Linked DNA regions of Sus scrofa: all the other regions are linked to region 1. The links are chromatin contacts, called in public Hi-C maps. All regions are on one chromosome and are shown on one strand. The core of a region is the stretch at or near the end of the contact, and the rest is flanking DNA. Distances in the headings are between cores, read along the strand shown. Region 1 holds the start of ATOH7 (protein atonal homolog 7). Region 2 holds the start of SLC25A16 (graves disease carrier protein). Region 3 holds the start of RUFY2 (RUN and FYVE domain-containing protein 2).

Evidence for each region. A called contact is a pair of places that touch in the nucleus more often than the background predicts.
Region 2: a contact with region 1 is called in a Hi-C map of heart right ventricle, with 2.1 times the contacts expected there. The contact joins the promoter of SLC25A16 here to the promoter of ATOH7 in region 1. A contact is called at or near these places in 2 of 5 promoter capture datasets (fetal liver and liver) and 2 of 47 Hi-C or Micro-C datasets (heart right ventricle and liver).
Region 3: a contact with region 1 is called in a Hi-C map of skeletal muscle, with 6 times the contacts expected there. The contact joins the promoter of RUFY2 here to the promoter of ATOH7 in region 1. A contact is called at or near these places in 2 of 47 Hi-C or Micro-C datasets (both in skeletal muscle) and 2 of 2 datasets of contacts at active chromatin or transcription factors (alveolar macrophages and skeletal muscle).

The regions. Positions count from the first base shown.
Region 1 is chr14:71,400,030-71,404,999 of Sscrofa11.1, forward strand. ATOH7 (protein atonal homolog 7) reads right to left here and starts at 2,450. Exons shown (of 1, transcript XM_005671039.3): 1 at 1-2,450. The coding sequence starts at 1,418. The coding sequence ends at 951.
Region 2 is chr14:71,648,929-71,653,898 of Sscrofa11.1, forward strand. SLC25A16 (graves disease carrier protein) reads right to left here and starts at 2,413. Exons shown (of 9, transcript XM_021072451.1): 1 at 1,886-2,413. The coding sequence starts at 2,006.
Region 3 is chr14:71,545,098-71,550,067 of Sscrofa11.1, forward strand. RUFY2 (RUN and FYVE domain-containing protein 2) reads right to left here and starts at 2,640. Exons shown (of 19, transcript XM_021073521.1): 1 at 2,024-2,640. The coding sequence starts at 2,105.

The sequences.
Region 1 (4,970 bases), core at 1,200-3,699:
TATACATATGGGCATACCTGTAAGGAATTAGTAGTTAGTAGTTGGCTTAATATGGAAAATAAAATATTGAGGAACTATATATCTAGTTGCTTTAAAGCTAAATATTATTTCAATTAAATTAATCTTTTTGAAAAACTATGAAAAATATATCTATATTTCCAAGTTGATGGGAAAAACTTCCAAGCTAATTACTTCCACTCTCATCAGCTTGTCGTTTTTTGATGAAGTATTCAAAAACAGCACTTTTGCCAACCGGTGGGATTAGATTTAAACACTCCGCATCTTTACTCAGGGAAGCACTCAATGTTATCACCCCCCAAACAGGCCCTTAGTGAAATCAGGAAACTTGGCATGAAAAAGAAACCCACGTTTTTAATTATATTTTACAAAATCTACTTTAATAATGGATATACAGTTTTTAAAAAATACTGAGCACTTACGCCCATGTACTCTACGAAGAAAAGTAAGAAAAACGTCTGACTACTTCATGCACACACACACACACAATACACTAAGCATACTGCTCTTACAAGACAGGAAGGCAGCTCTGCATTAAGCAAACACAAGTAATAGATATTGTAACTTCACCCTAAGAGGACAAATTTACAAAATCTAAAAGTGATTATTTCGCTGAGGACTAAACCTGCAGTATAATCTAATCCTTCTTTTTTTAGATTGTTTTCCCTCAAAGTAGTCCAGGAAAGGGGGGAGGGGCATTAGTCTCAACAATCAAAACTATTCCATTAATGAAATCTACAACATACTAAGGAGGGAAAAAAGGCATCGCGTCCATTAGACCGAGGATGCAAATGAAAGTAACCTGGAAGTTTGCTAATTTTGTTCTAAGAATACATCCTACGCCCCACCGAAGGCCCGAGCGGCTTCTTGGGGGAAAAGGCTGTATCTCCGGAGCGCAGTCATTGAGAGTCCCATTCCCGCGAGGCTGCGCCCTAACTGGCCATCTGGAAGGACTCGGGCTGGAAGCCGAAGAGCCTTTGGCCGTACGGCTCGCTCTCGCCTGGCAGCTTCGCGCCCGCGAACGGAAGGTAGTGGTCTCGACCGAAGTGCTCACAATGGAGATTGACCCAGTCCCGCTCCGAGCCGAATCGCTCGGCCTCAGCCAGGATGCGGGTCAGAGCCATGATGTAGCTCAGCGCCATCTGCAGGGTCTCGTACTTGGACAGCTTTTTATCCTGGCCCCACTGGGGTACCACCCTGCGCAGGCGGTCGAAGGCCGTGTTGAGACCCTGCATGCGGCGGCGCTCGCGCGCGTTGGCCGCTAGGCGCCTGCGCGCCGCACTCTCCAGCCGCCCAGCCCCTGCGCACGTGCCCGCGCATTCGGCTGCGCCACCCGTGCACGGGGGCGCGGCACGCGCTCCCGCCGCCGCCGGGGGATTGCAGGGTTTGCACGACTTCATTCCCCGCCGGAAGGAGGGAGGCGCAGATCTCACTTGTCAGCTCAGGACCTGCGTGTGGGTTGGTGTATGCAGTCGCTCCGCAACTTGGTTCCTCTTAACAAATAAGTCATGCAAAAAGCAGCCCGCGTGGAATCTAAGTCTGCAGTGGGGAGTGCGGGGCTCCGCCCTTTGTCCTACTGGATAGCCAGACTGATGTCTTCACTTGCCAAAATTTAGGGGAAATTGGGATGCTGAAGAGAAGTCATTTTCCCAACATGAAACTGATGTGAGAAGGGAACCTTCTTGCAGCAGAATTGGTGTGGCTGATTCGCGGAAGGTCTCTCAAGTCCTCCGGGAAAGCCCAAGACTTCTTTTCCGGAAGACGAAATCTTTCCCGAAGCTTAGATAGGAAAGGAGCGCCTCTTCCGCAGTAGTTGTCGGAAAAGTGCCGGGTGAATCTTTGAAGGAGAATTTATAGCAGAAGGCTGAAGGAGGGAACAGGTGGTGGCAGGTGGGCGGGCGTCCCTCGGCTTCCATCTCAGCACCTTCCTACCCTGGGAACTGCAGGGGGGGAAAGGGGGACGACGCACAGCAAAATCCTGACATTACAGCCTTCGTCTGTTGGAAGTTTCTCCAAAGCTATGTCCTACACTAACACACCATCTGGAGTGGTCTGGCTGTCCCCAAGAGAATAACAAGGTGGGGGTGGGGAAGGGCTTGGTCTTTCTTTTCCCATATCAGCAGGCAGCATACATATCAAAAACTGAACCAAAGTTTTAAAATTATTAGAAATCACTTGTGTCAATATGTTGGTTTTAGATTAAGATATGTAGAAGCTTAGTGGTACAAGATTCGCTTTTCAAGATGTGACAATTTTGCATAAGGCCGACTGAATACATGCATTTGATTTTAGCTATTAAGTTGGGACAAATTAGCAGATCCTAGTATTATTTCAGACCTAAGATTTTACTGTGCAAATAATTTGGCTGTTTTCTGCAGAATATTATAGCATATCAAAAGATATTAATGTACTCACAAATGTAGAAAGCAAACTTACAGTTACCAAAGGGGTGGGGAGGGGGCCAAATTAGGAGTTTGGGGTTAACATATATGCACTACTATATATAAAATAGATGGACAAGAACCTACTATATAGCACAGGGAACTATATTCAATATCTTGTAATAACCTATAATGGAAAAGAATCTGAAAAAAATATAAATGTAAGTATGCATAACTGAATCACTCTGCTATACAACTGAAACTAATACAACTTTTTAAATTAACTATACTTCAATTAAAATGGTTAAAATAAAAAAGATATTAATGTTATGTAAAAATGTATATTATACAATATATTAGATTGCATGAGTTTGTATACTTCGGTAGATTCAGAATCTATGCCCCATTTCTCCGGACGCATATTTATAAATGTTTTCAGGACACAGATTGAGATGATAATCAATTATTTAATTTGACTTTTACATCTAATAAAACTAATTATAATGCAAATATATGTGTGAAAGTGAAGCATCTAAGTGATTTGTGAGGTTTTAAAAAATAATTCCTAATGGAAGATTTTTTTTTCCCCACCTCATAAAGCTATAAATATTTCATACTACTTGGAACTTGTGTCAACTGTCCTTAGGAATAATACTGAAGCATGATTTCCACTATTGATAGTGAAATGATTTATATATAGATAAGCCATTAAGTTGATTCTCTTATCTCAGCCTCTTTCTACTTCTTTAGAAGAGTAAAGTAGCAAGGAAACCAGCTCAAATAGATTCAAGCCAGAATCATTTCTGAATTCTTTGGGAAGACCAAGTATGTTCTTTCCCCTCTTGAAATATGGATTATGTTGGCATTATTCCCAAATATTTTTGTATAATTAAATTATCAACAAGCTCCCACAAATCAGTTTTTTAATAATCAATGAATTTTATTAAATTTATAACTGTACAACCATCATCACAACCCAAATTTAGAACATTTCCATCCCAAACCCCTAGTCCACCCCTCCGTCCCCAACACCTGTCCCCTTTGGTAATCATAAATTTTCTAGTCTGTGATTCTTTTTCTCTTCTGCAAATAAGTTCATTTGTATTCTTTTTTAAGATTCCTTTTAACTGTGTCTTGCTTCCCTTGCCATTGCTTTAGACCAAAACCCTATTGTGACTGCCCTGACTCCAAGTCCTGTCTTCCCATAAATAGTTGATTAATCCCCAGCTGAAGCAATGACAATGAAATGAAGTTGAGTAACATGAAGACAATAGAATGCAATTGAACATTAATGATCTCCAGCATGACAGATGTTGAACACAGAATTTTGCATGGAGCCACTCAGCTCTATTACTCTGATTCTTAACAGTCTTGGTCAGGAACAGCAGTCCTGTGACAGGAGGATGTTTGATGACTATGTTTAGTCATCAGAATGTCAAATACTTTTTTTTGAGTTTTCATGGAAATCGGGTCTACCAATGCTATTATTTCTCCTGTTCATTTATCTTTTCCCTTTCCCCCAACAAGCCTTTTCTGTGCTACTCTTTGGAATGTTTCCCTACAAAACATACTGTTCTGGACACTTTTGACCAAAGTGCTAATGAGATGCAGGATTTTGCAGGCCGTGTATTCACAGTTGGTGAGATTATAGCCTGTGCACCAAGAGAACAGCAAACACAACTTGAAGAGAAAAAGGAAACCCAGCAGTATGCACACAGCGTGGTTATATTAGAACATACGCTAGCAGCTATCTGTGACATGAAATTGATCCAAGGATAGAAAGTATTTCTGCAGTAAAAAGGCCTTAGAAGGTATTTAGTAATTCACTTCCCAGATGCATTCTGAAGGATAATTTATTAGTACTACAAAGGTGCTTCTGGGAGAAGATTATTCTACTGTCCAGTATATTTGGGAAACACATTTGTTTTCTTCTGTTTAGAGAGTCATGAAGCAAAATTGGTAAGGTTTCTGAGAAGTCTTGGCATAAAGAAACCATCTGACTCCAGAGTTTCCTAGACCTCCTTGAACATAGAACCTTTTATTTTTCCCCAGAAAAGCCTATTAACAAAGTTTCTTGAAATATCCACTTCTAAACCTGCTCTAATACCTTCCATTAATTTTGCAGAGGATGAGACTGAGATCCAGAGACTAAACATTATGTTCAAAGGTGCTGAGCAATTTAATGACTGAATTAAGAAGTCAAATCTCCTGTATCATCTAATTTTAGAGGTTTTAAAATTGAGGTCACTTAATACAACTTACAAAATGGGGCCCTGAGATCCACCAATCACTAGTGAAATTTTTGGAAATAAAATTAGAAAGGATAAAGGATAATGTGATTTATTTTATCACCCTGGTGCCTAGCACAGTACCTAGAAAATAACAGATAATAAACAACCCAGGCTAAGGGGCTGCAAAAATGTTATATAAATGATAGATACAGATGAGAATGAATGCATTCCTAGTGGATAACCCATATGAATAATTTATATTTCTTTACTTTTTAAAAAGCACACACTGAATCCATATTTTGAATGCAGAATTGATTCTTTCTTATCAGAAAACATATTT
Region 2 (4,970 bases), core at 1,163-3,662, 250 kb after region 1:
GGAAGTTCCCGGGCTAGGGGTCAAATCGGAGGTGTAGCTGTAGCTGCCGGCCTATGCCACAACCAAAGCAATGTGGGATCCATGCCACATTTGTGACTTACACCACAGCTCACAGCAACGCCAGGTCTTAACCCACTGAGAGATGCCAGGGATCGAACCCGCATCCTAATGGATTCTAGTAGGGTTCATTAACTGCTGAGCCAAGAAGGAAACACCCAGCTATTTTTTACAACTCCTCATAATGTGGATTTTGTGTGTGTGTGTCTATTCAGGGCTGTACCTGTGGCATATGGAGGTTCCCAGGCTAGGGGTCAAATCGGAGCTGTAGCCACTGGCCTTTGCCACAGTCACAGCAATGTTAGATCCGAGCCATGTGCGACCTACACCACAGCTAACGGCAACGCCGGATCCTTAACCCACTGAGTGAGGCCAGGGATCAAAACTGCGTGCTCATGTATGCTAGTCAGATTTGTTTCCCCTGAGCCATGATGGGAACTCCATAATGTGGAATTTTTAAAATTCCTGGCCTTGGAGTTCCCTTGGGGCAAAGTGGGTTAAGGATCTGATGTTATCACTTCAGCGGCCTGGGTCAATGCTGTGGTGCAGGTTCAATCCCTGGACCAGGAACTTCCACATGTCCCCGGATGAGGCCAAACAATAACAACAACAACTAAAACAAAATAAAATTCCCAGCCTTGATGTTCCCTGGTGACTCAGCAGGTTAAGGTGGCTCCAGTCGCTGCTGTGGCACAATTTCCACCCCTGGCCTGGAGAAATTTCACCAGCCAGGCTGAGAAAACAAATTCCCAGCCTTAACAAAAAATTAAGTGATAACAACCCAAACAATCTGAGAGACATTATGAACCTTCTGGGCCCACAGTCACACCAATAACAGGGCTGCACCAGCTAACCGTCAAGCAGCTGTGGCACAGTTTGCTAGAATCACCGGAAGCAGTTTTGGTTGTAGACAGTTTTGCACAATTTCCTAGTCATTTTTAATAAGCTGTCCTCATACTACTCTGACATAAAATATGCCATTTGCAGCAACATGGATGGAACTAGACTCATACTGAGTGAAGTCAGAAAGACAAAGACAAATACCATATGATATCACTTATATCTTGAATATAATATATGGCACAAATGAATCTTTCCACAGGAAAAAAAAAAAAATCATGGACTTGGAGAATAGACTTGTGGTTGCCAAGGAGGAGGGAGGGAGTGAGATGGATTGGGAGCTTAGGGTTAATAGATGCAGACTATTGCCTTTGGAATGGATTAGCAATGAGATCCTGCTGTGTAGCACTGGGAACTATGTCTAGTCACTTATGATGGAGCATGATAATGTGAGAAAAAAGAATGTATACATGTATGTATAACTGGGTCACCATGGTGTATAGTAGAAAACTGACAGAACACTGTAAACCAGCTATAATGGAAAAAAATAAAAATCATTATATAAAAAAAATAAGCTGTCCTCCAATATTTGTTTTCTTTTAAGCAAACAGCAAAATCCAATTCTACACCAGTCGTTCATGGTCTTTATACAAGAAAGGAGCTCCCAGCATGTTTCACTGAAACCCTGGAGTCTTTGAAGGGAGTCCTCTATTTTCCCGGCTATCCAACCCTGAAGAATGGGTGCCCGGTTCAGCCCTTCCAGGTCCCCTACCGCTTCGCGACAGCTCAAGGCCCTTCCTCTGCAGGACCCTGATGAGATTACTCAATTGATTATAGAAAGAGGTTATAGCAGGTCCCGGCAAACACCTGGCAGGGCATTGAAACAGCCCAAGTCCGAGAATGTCATCGCGGCCGCAAGCACCCAACCTGCCCCGGATCCTGCCCCTAAAGCTCGGGGTACGACCAGGTCCTCCCGACGGACACCCACCTCCAGCCAGGAAGGAACGCAACCAGTAGAAGTCTCGGCGAGCGGCGGGTCCTCCGGTTCCTGCTGCCTGCGGCATCGCAGGAGGTGGCTCGGCCGCTGCCAGGGCCGCCGCCGCCGCCATCAGGATCAGGGCCGCGCAGGAGCTTTGGTCGCCAACTCACAGTCCAAGAGCCCTAGCCATGCCCAGAGCAGGCGGTGACAGGGCACCCCGCCGCCGTGCGGGCGGGACGGAATACCGCCGGCGGTGCAGCGCGGCGCGGGCTGATGGCGTACGCCAGAGGCGGGGCCTGGATCAAGGCCCGAAGGGGGCGTCACCTCCCCCCACCCCCACGTTGGACGTGTCCCCACGCCCCGGCCTCACCCAAAATCCCTGCTTCTGGCTGGAGTCACTCTTCAGGCCTCTTCTGTTACGGACGGAGGAAGGGAAACATGGCCAGCAAGAAGGTCCTTCCAAAACCCGCCACCTCAGAAAGTCCTCCACCGTCCGTTGACCTGTATTGACCACTGACCTGGAACCGTCCAGCGGGCTGCTTATGACCTTCCTAAAAATGAGCCCCAGGAGTTCCCTTCGTGGCTCAGTGGTTAAAGAATCCGACTAGGAATCATGAGGTTGCGGGTTCCATCCCTGGCCTTGCGCAGTGGGTTAAGGATCCAGCGTTGCCATGAGCTCTGGTGCAGGTCGCAGACGCAGCTCGGATCTGGCGTTGCTGTGGCTCTGGTGTAGGCTGGCAGCAACAGCTCCTATTAGACCCCTAGCCTGGGAGCCTCCATGTGCAGCGGGAGTGGCCCTAGAAAAGGCAAAAAGACAACAACAACAAAAAATTCCAGCCTTTGCTCACTCTTTCCAGGAACCTCTGAAATTGTAGTCTCTCCCACCAAATCACCTCTGCCTTCTCTGAGCTTCTCGCTGAGCCTGTTTCTGCCTCCCTAACGGTTCACCAGGAAGCTTCAATTCCACCCCATCACCTCTGCCAAAGAAATAGTTGCTGAAGCAAGTTCTTCTTTCTTTGGGGCTCTGTGAATTACACAAATACTTCTGACTTGCCAGGAGGTTCTGAATCTCTGTCTTATGCTTAGCACTCAAATTCCACCGCTCTACCCACTACCAGCTCCTAAACTCTCAGGAACTTCCGTTTCTTCTTACTAGCCCTACTGTATTACAAGACTGTACTTTTTTTAACCACCCCTTATGGACACTATTCTATTGCTATGAATCCCTCATCACTTCCAACTTGAGCAAAATTCATCCCTATTTTTTTTTTTTTTTGTCTTTTTTTAGCTATTTCTTGGGCCGCTTCCACGACATGTGGAGATTCCCAGGCTAGGGGTCAATCGGAGCTGTAGCCACCGGACTACTCCAGAGCCACAGCAACGTGGGATCCGAGCCGCGTCTGCAACCTACACCACAGCTCACGGCAACGCCGGATCCTTAACCCACTGAGCAAGGGCAGGGACCGAACCCACAACCTCATGGTTCCTAGTCGGATTTGTTAACCACTGCGCCGCGACGGGAACTCCAATTCATCCCTATTCTTTGTGACCACAGTTGTTCTGAACTTTTATCCTCTGTCAGAAATTATCACGATTTTCATTAATACTTACTCCAACCTTCACTATTATTGGCACTGGTCCCGTTTCTCTTTCCACCCATATATGCCTCTGCAAGGTGTTTCTAGCCACATTTAGTCATTAATGATGGGTCTAGATTTCTTTTTTTTTTTTTTCACTTTTATGGTATGCCCTTTTTTTTAAGGTTAGCTTTTAATGGATTTGATAGTCATGTGCAAATTTGATCATAATATACAAGAGCCAGTGTTTCTATAGAGCTATGTCTGAACAAGAACAGAATCTCAAAATACAGCATAAACCTGAACCACTAGACTTTTTTTGGCTTTTTTCTGCAAGTTGTCATATTCTGATCAAATACAAGTCTTGCTTCCCCACAGGTGCAGTGTTTCCTTATATGCTCAAGGAGTGGTATTTTAGATGCCTGGTCACAGTTCTAAGCATTTCTTGAGGGATGGATTAAATGGATTCAGACATCACAGTACATATTCATAGAGCAAAAACTTGTTCTCATTCTGACACCTCTTTACAACTAACAGAGATACAACATTAAGTTAGGATTTTTACCAAGAAACCGTGTTGGCAGTTTTTCCCCTTCTAATGAGATCTGTGCTGCCCTGGATGTTCCACACACATGATTACTAGAAGCAGAAGGATAAACACCTGAGGCATGCAACCTGCTTGCAGTGAATCTATTGACATGATGCTGCTAAAGGACCTAGGGATTCACCCAGATATGGATTTCACAGGTTGGGAAAAAGGTAGCACACACACCAACAGAGATTTTGTTGGTTGAAAAGCGTAGGTCAAGATTAGATGGCAACATCATTGCGAAACATTTTTTTTTTTTTTTTTTTTTTTTTTTTGGCCTTTTTGCCTTTTCTAGGGCCACTTCCCGCGGCATATGGAGTTCCCAGGCTGGGGTCTAGTTGGAGCTGTAGCCACTGGCCTATGCCAGAGCCACAACAACCTGGGATCCGAGCTGAGTCTGCAACCTACACCAGAGCTCATGGCAACGCCGGCTCCCTAACCCACTGAGCAAGGCCAGGGATCGAACCCGCAACCTCATGGTTCCTAGTTGGATTCATTAACCACTGAGCCACGATGGGAACTCCACATTTCACTTTCTTAAGAAAGTTTAAAGTGTACTTATATGTCCCCTGCAGCTCAGTATAAACAAACGTGTATATGTTTGTAGTAATATGGAGAGTCAGATCGGCTTTTGCAATCTGATTTAACCCCTGAGCAGCTATGTTAAAAGTCAGCATTTTAAAAAGCCCAATAAAAACTACTGTAAAAACTCTACCAGAATGCTACAGTGATAAACATCATTCTGTACAGAAACATAAAATCTCAGAAGCTCATAGAACCTTACTCCTGCTCAAATGAAAAAAAATACATACAGATACACATTTCTGGAAATAGTTCAGGTACTTAAGCTGGACATAAATTATTTCAAGCTAAGTTTTACTTGCCCAGAGAACATCTACATAGTTTGGTGAGGAACATAATAAATCAC
Region 3 (4,970 bases), core at 1,390-3,889, 150 kb after region 1:
GATGAATTCAAAGGCAAAAAAAAATGTTCAGAATAAATTGGCAATAAAAGGCAGTTAAAATTCTAAGATTCCAGTATCACCCAGAACAAACATGACAGTGAAATAAAATAGGGAGGTACAGGAGAAGCCATTAAACTCACTCATTTTAACCCTCTTCCTGGTTTTTTTCATTACAATCTTAGTTCTGTATTGCAGGAATCCTTTATTTTCCCAGAGGAAATAAAAGCAGGGATCAGTTTCACATTAAAGTTCCCCTGGAGTTCCCGTCGTGGCGCAGTGGTTAACGAATCCGACTAGGAACCATGAGGTTGCGGGTTCGGTCCCTGCCCTTGCTCAGTGGGTTAACGATCCGGCGTTGCCGTGAGCTGTGGTGTAGGTTGCAGACGCGGCTCGGATCCTGCGTTGCTGTGGCCCTGGCGTAGGCTGGTGGCTACAGCTCCGATTGGACCTCTAGCCTGGGAACCTCCATATGCCGCAGGAGCGGCCCAAGAAATAGCAAAAAAAAGACAAAAAAAAAAAAAAAAAAGTTCCCTGACCTTCTACACAGCTGATCCAGTTGAAAACCAATAGTGACATTTTTTTAAAAAATTATATATAACACACATATACATACACACACATATAGATAGATAGATAGATAAATAGATAGATAGATAGATAATCTTTGCTGTTTAGGGCCACACCCGTGGCAGATGGAGGTTCCCAGGCTAGGGGTCCAATCGGAACTACAGCTGCCTACCCAGCCACAGCAACGCCAGATCCAACCGCATCTGCGACCTACACCACAGCTGCAACACTGGATTCTTAACCCACTGAATGAGGCCAGGGATCGAACCCGAAATCTCATGATTCCTAGTAGGATTCAGTTCTGCTGCGCAACGACGGAAACTCCAATATTTTCAACTAACAAAAAAATTTATTTTCTTTCCAAATAAATAAAATTTATTTTATTATCAGTTTTCTTATAAATTCAGATACTTCTCCATACTCTCATCACTTTTGTGATTGGCAGAAATATTTTCAGCAAACACGGATGACAAAATGAAGTGGGGGAGAAAATAAAGCACTTATGTTTCATAATCTCTGCCAAATTTACTAGTCCAAGAAAACCAAGTGTCTGTTTTTGCTTCACTGGACAAAAGTCCAGGATTCCCAATGATCTAGTATTCTAGTTCTGACCTCAGACAGCTAAGCATGAAGCCTGGCGCTGAATCCTAAGCAACTTAAAATGCAGTCACAACTGCTATGACCAAGCAAGCTGGTGGAGAATCTCCACACGACATCATTTCTTCAAATCTGCATCGTGGCAAGATTCCCTCTTTTTCGGGGGCAAAAGCACTCGATGTTTCATAATCTGTGACAATTCTCACATTTCTTAACAGCGCCCATCACAATCTTCAATGTGTGAAGCGACAACCAGACAAAGGGCGCATCTCCAGCTGCTCTGGGGTAGGTCGGAGCTGGACGCCGCAGCTTCCATGCCAAAGAGCGTTTACACCCAGGCGGGCCCCGCCAGGACTCGTGGATGCGTCTAGCTGGGTCGCAGCCCTCAAATTCCTGCATCTTGCCCGGGCCTAGAGCCCCTTCCCTGCCTCCCCTCCTCTCCGCCCACAGGGCTGCCCAAAAGGTTCGGGGCGCCCCCGGGACCCGCGCGAAGGGCTCACCCGAAGTCCTGCGCGGCATCGTTGCCCCTCTCCCGCCCGCGGCGTCGGGAACCCAGGCCCCAACCTGAGACGCCTCCCTCTGCCACCCCCAACCCTGAAAAGTCATCGTCCGTCCCCGACTGTTCCCTCGACCTGGGAGCCGCACCCTCGCCGGCCCTGCCCTCGCTCCCGGTAAGCCGTCGGACCACCAACCCTCTGCCATTAGGCCCCCAAACGCGGGCGGGAGCAGGAGGGAACACTGGATAACCGCGCGTTGCCATGGCGACCCCCGGCGCCCCCGAGCACCCGGCTGCCCCCGCCCAGCACCAGGCCCAGGTTCCGGCCCCAGTTCCGACCCCGAGGCCTAGAAGCCCACCCACCACCAGTCCTCCCTGCCCAGCCGCGGTCTTGGCCCAGCACAGAGGGCCCGACGTCCGCTCTCGGCCTGCTCCTCTTACCCATGGTGGCGACTGCAGCGGTGGCGCGGTCTCGGGCGGAGACGCCCTGGGCCCCGCCAGCAGCTCCCTTCAAGCGCTCGGCGGCCGCCAGGGCGTTTGCGACCAGGCCCACTGAGGCCCACAGCGCTCCCGGCGGCTGGAGGACGCCCGGCGGTCCCGCGGCGGCGGGGTTGGGTGGGGGCCGCGGCGCCTGCAGCCGACAGCAGAGAAATCCGCCTTCGCGGAGACTCTATACATCCAGCCCGACCCAAAGGAGAAGCAAAAAGGGCATGAGGAAAACCTCGAGTGGAGAAGCGGGAGGGCGGACCTTGGTGGGACCACCTGCCTCACCCGAGCGCTAGGGCTGTGTTTCCGAGGGAATGCGAGCCTCGTGCAAACGTTTTCATCCGCAGGGTCCGCCTAGCTTTGATCTAACACACCTAAATGCTTCCCTTTCCTCGCAAATTCGTAGGAGACCAGAAGAATTTAGAAAATCTGAAGCAATTAACATTATGCAGAAATCTGCTAAAACAATTCGAACGCCCAAATCACGACGTTTAAACCAGTAAATCCACTGGTTTATAAAAGGCAGTGAGGACCGATCTCATTGATCAAGGGAAAGAGTTCCTGAGATAAAGCCAGCAAACCAGGGTTTTCTCATTTCAGGGAGGGGAAAAACTCTCATGGTCTTATGACAGTAGGTTTAAGTTTTATCAGTTTTGGGAAAGCGAGCTATTATCTAGTTAGATCAGTACTTGTTAAAAACAGTAGCCGATTTAGAAATAGAGGAATATTTCGTGGATATAGAGCGATGTTTATCTCTTGATCATTTTGGCCATTATCTAGTTAGATCAGTACTTGTTAAAAACAGTAGCCGATTTAGAAATAGAGGGATATTTCGTGGATATAAAGCGATGTTTATCTCTCGATCATTTTGGCCAGTATAAAGTTCTGTTATGCTTCTTTTTTTTTATGGATTTTTTTTTTTTTTTTTTTTTTTTTTTTTGTCTTTTTGCTATTTCTTGGGCCGCTCCCGCGGCATATGGAGGTTCCCAGGCTAGGGGTCGAATCGGAGCTGCGGCCACCAGCCTACACCAGAGCCACAGCAACGCAGGATCCGAGCCGCGTCTGCAACCTACACCACAGCTCACGGCAACGCCGGATCGTTAACCCACTGAGGGAGGGCAGGGACCGAACCCGCAACCTCATGGTTCCTAGTCGGATTCATTAACCACTGCGCCACGACGGGAACTCCTGTTATGCTTCTTTACTTCTTTTGGTTTTGATTTTTTTTTCTTTTTATGCGCCCCCCCCCCCCCCCGCCCTGTGGCACATCAAAGTTCCCAGGCCAGGGGTGGAATGGCACTGCAGCTTCAGTCCTAAGCCACAGGCACAGCCACAGTGACAGCAAGGAGGGGTACAAGTGGCAGTTTGTGGCAACACCAGATCCTTAACCCACTGAGCAAGGCCAGGGATGAACCTCATCCTTAGATAATGTCAGACCCTTAACCCAGTGAGCCACAACAAGAACTCCCCAAATTTTCTTTACTGTGAGATAATCATTCATGGATAAAAATGTATGAAGCATATATACATTTAAAGACTCATAAAGTAAACAGCTGGGTAAACACTACCACATTAAGCAAGAAGAGGACAGGAGAGTTAGCCTCCCCGAGGAAAAGCCTCCAGGTATAATCCCCCTAGAAGTAAATATGATTCTTTTATGAGAATCCTTTCTTTGCTTTTTTTGCATGTAACTACCATGGTAAATACATGCCCCTAATCAATGTAGTTTATTTTGCCAGTTTATAAATTTTTCACAAGTGGAATAACATTACAAACACTGTAAAGTGTTTCTTTTGTTCAACATGATTCATGTCCATAAGGAGTTTCCAGGTTGGGGTGTTTCCAGGTTGTATATATGGAACCAAGCAGTAAATGATTAGGACAATAGAGTCACAGACACAGTACTGATGCACATTTCCTGAGTTCTTTTACAGATACTGTAACTGCTGCAAGAGGAAAAAAAGCAACCGCATGATGACCAGTCTGTAGCTATGGCATTAGCTGCTCCAGCTGGAGCAGTACAAAATCTATGGTTAGTATCATTTCAAGAACTGGTCTCAAGAGAATGGGATTAATGCTGTTACTCATTATAATCTATATCTTTGTGGGCATCAAAATAATTGTAGCTTGTTCTGCCTGTGTATATAAACAGGCAGTTACAAGTGTCAGCAAAGAGATGCTACAGATCCATGTTGATATTTTCCACTCAGAATAGAGTGTCCTATGTCAGCATGAACTTACAGAAGATAGACCTCCTCCCCGAAACCCATAGAAATGGAATGATGTTCTGACAAGAGGGGATTTGTAAGCAGCTCTTTGCAGTAAACCACCTTCAGCAGGAAGCCCCTTCTCTTGTCCCTTTTTTTTTTAAGGGCCACATCTGTGGCATATCAAGGTTCCCAAGCTAGGGGTGGAATCCCTAGCTCTAGCTGCCGGCCTACACCACAGCCACAGCAACTCGGGATCCAAGCCGTGTCTGTGACCTACACCACAGCTCACAGCAACACCAGATCCTTAACCCAATGAGCAAGGCCAGGGATCGAAACCTCAGTCCTGATGGATCCCAATTGGGTTCGTTACCGCTGAGCCACAACGGGAACTCCTCTTGTCACTTTAGCAAAGCTATACTCTAACTTTTAACCAAGCACTCCCATACTCTACTCATTTCCTGCACAAGCACAGCTTTCAAATCATACAAGACCTTGCCTAATTTGTGGGCTCTTTCCGTAGATCAAAGAAGTCAAGATGAAAAGTAGCAGATGAGCAGTTCTCTTCCATAGCTTCCCCTTCAGTAATCTCCAGAACAAACTCTGTGACTAAATTG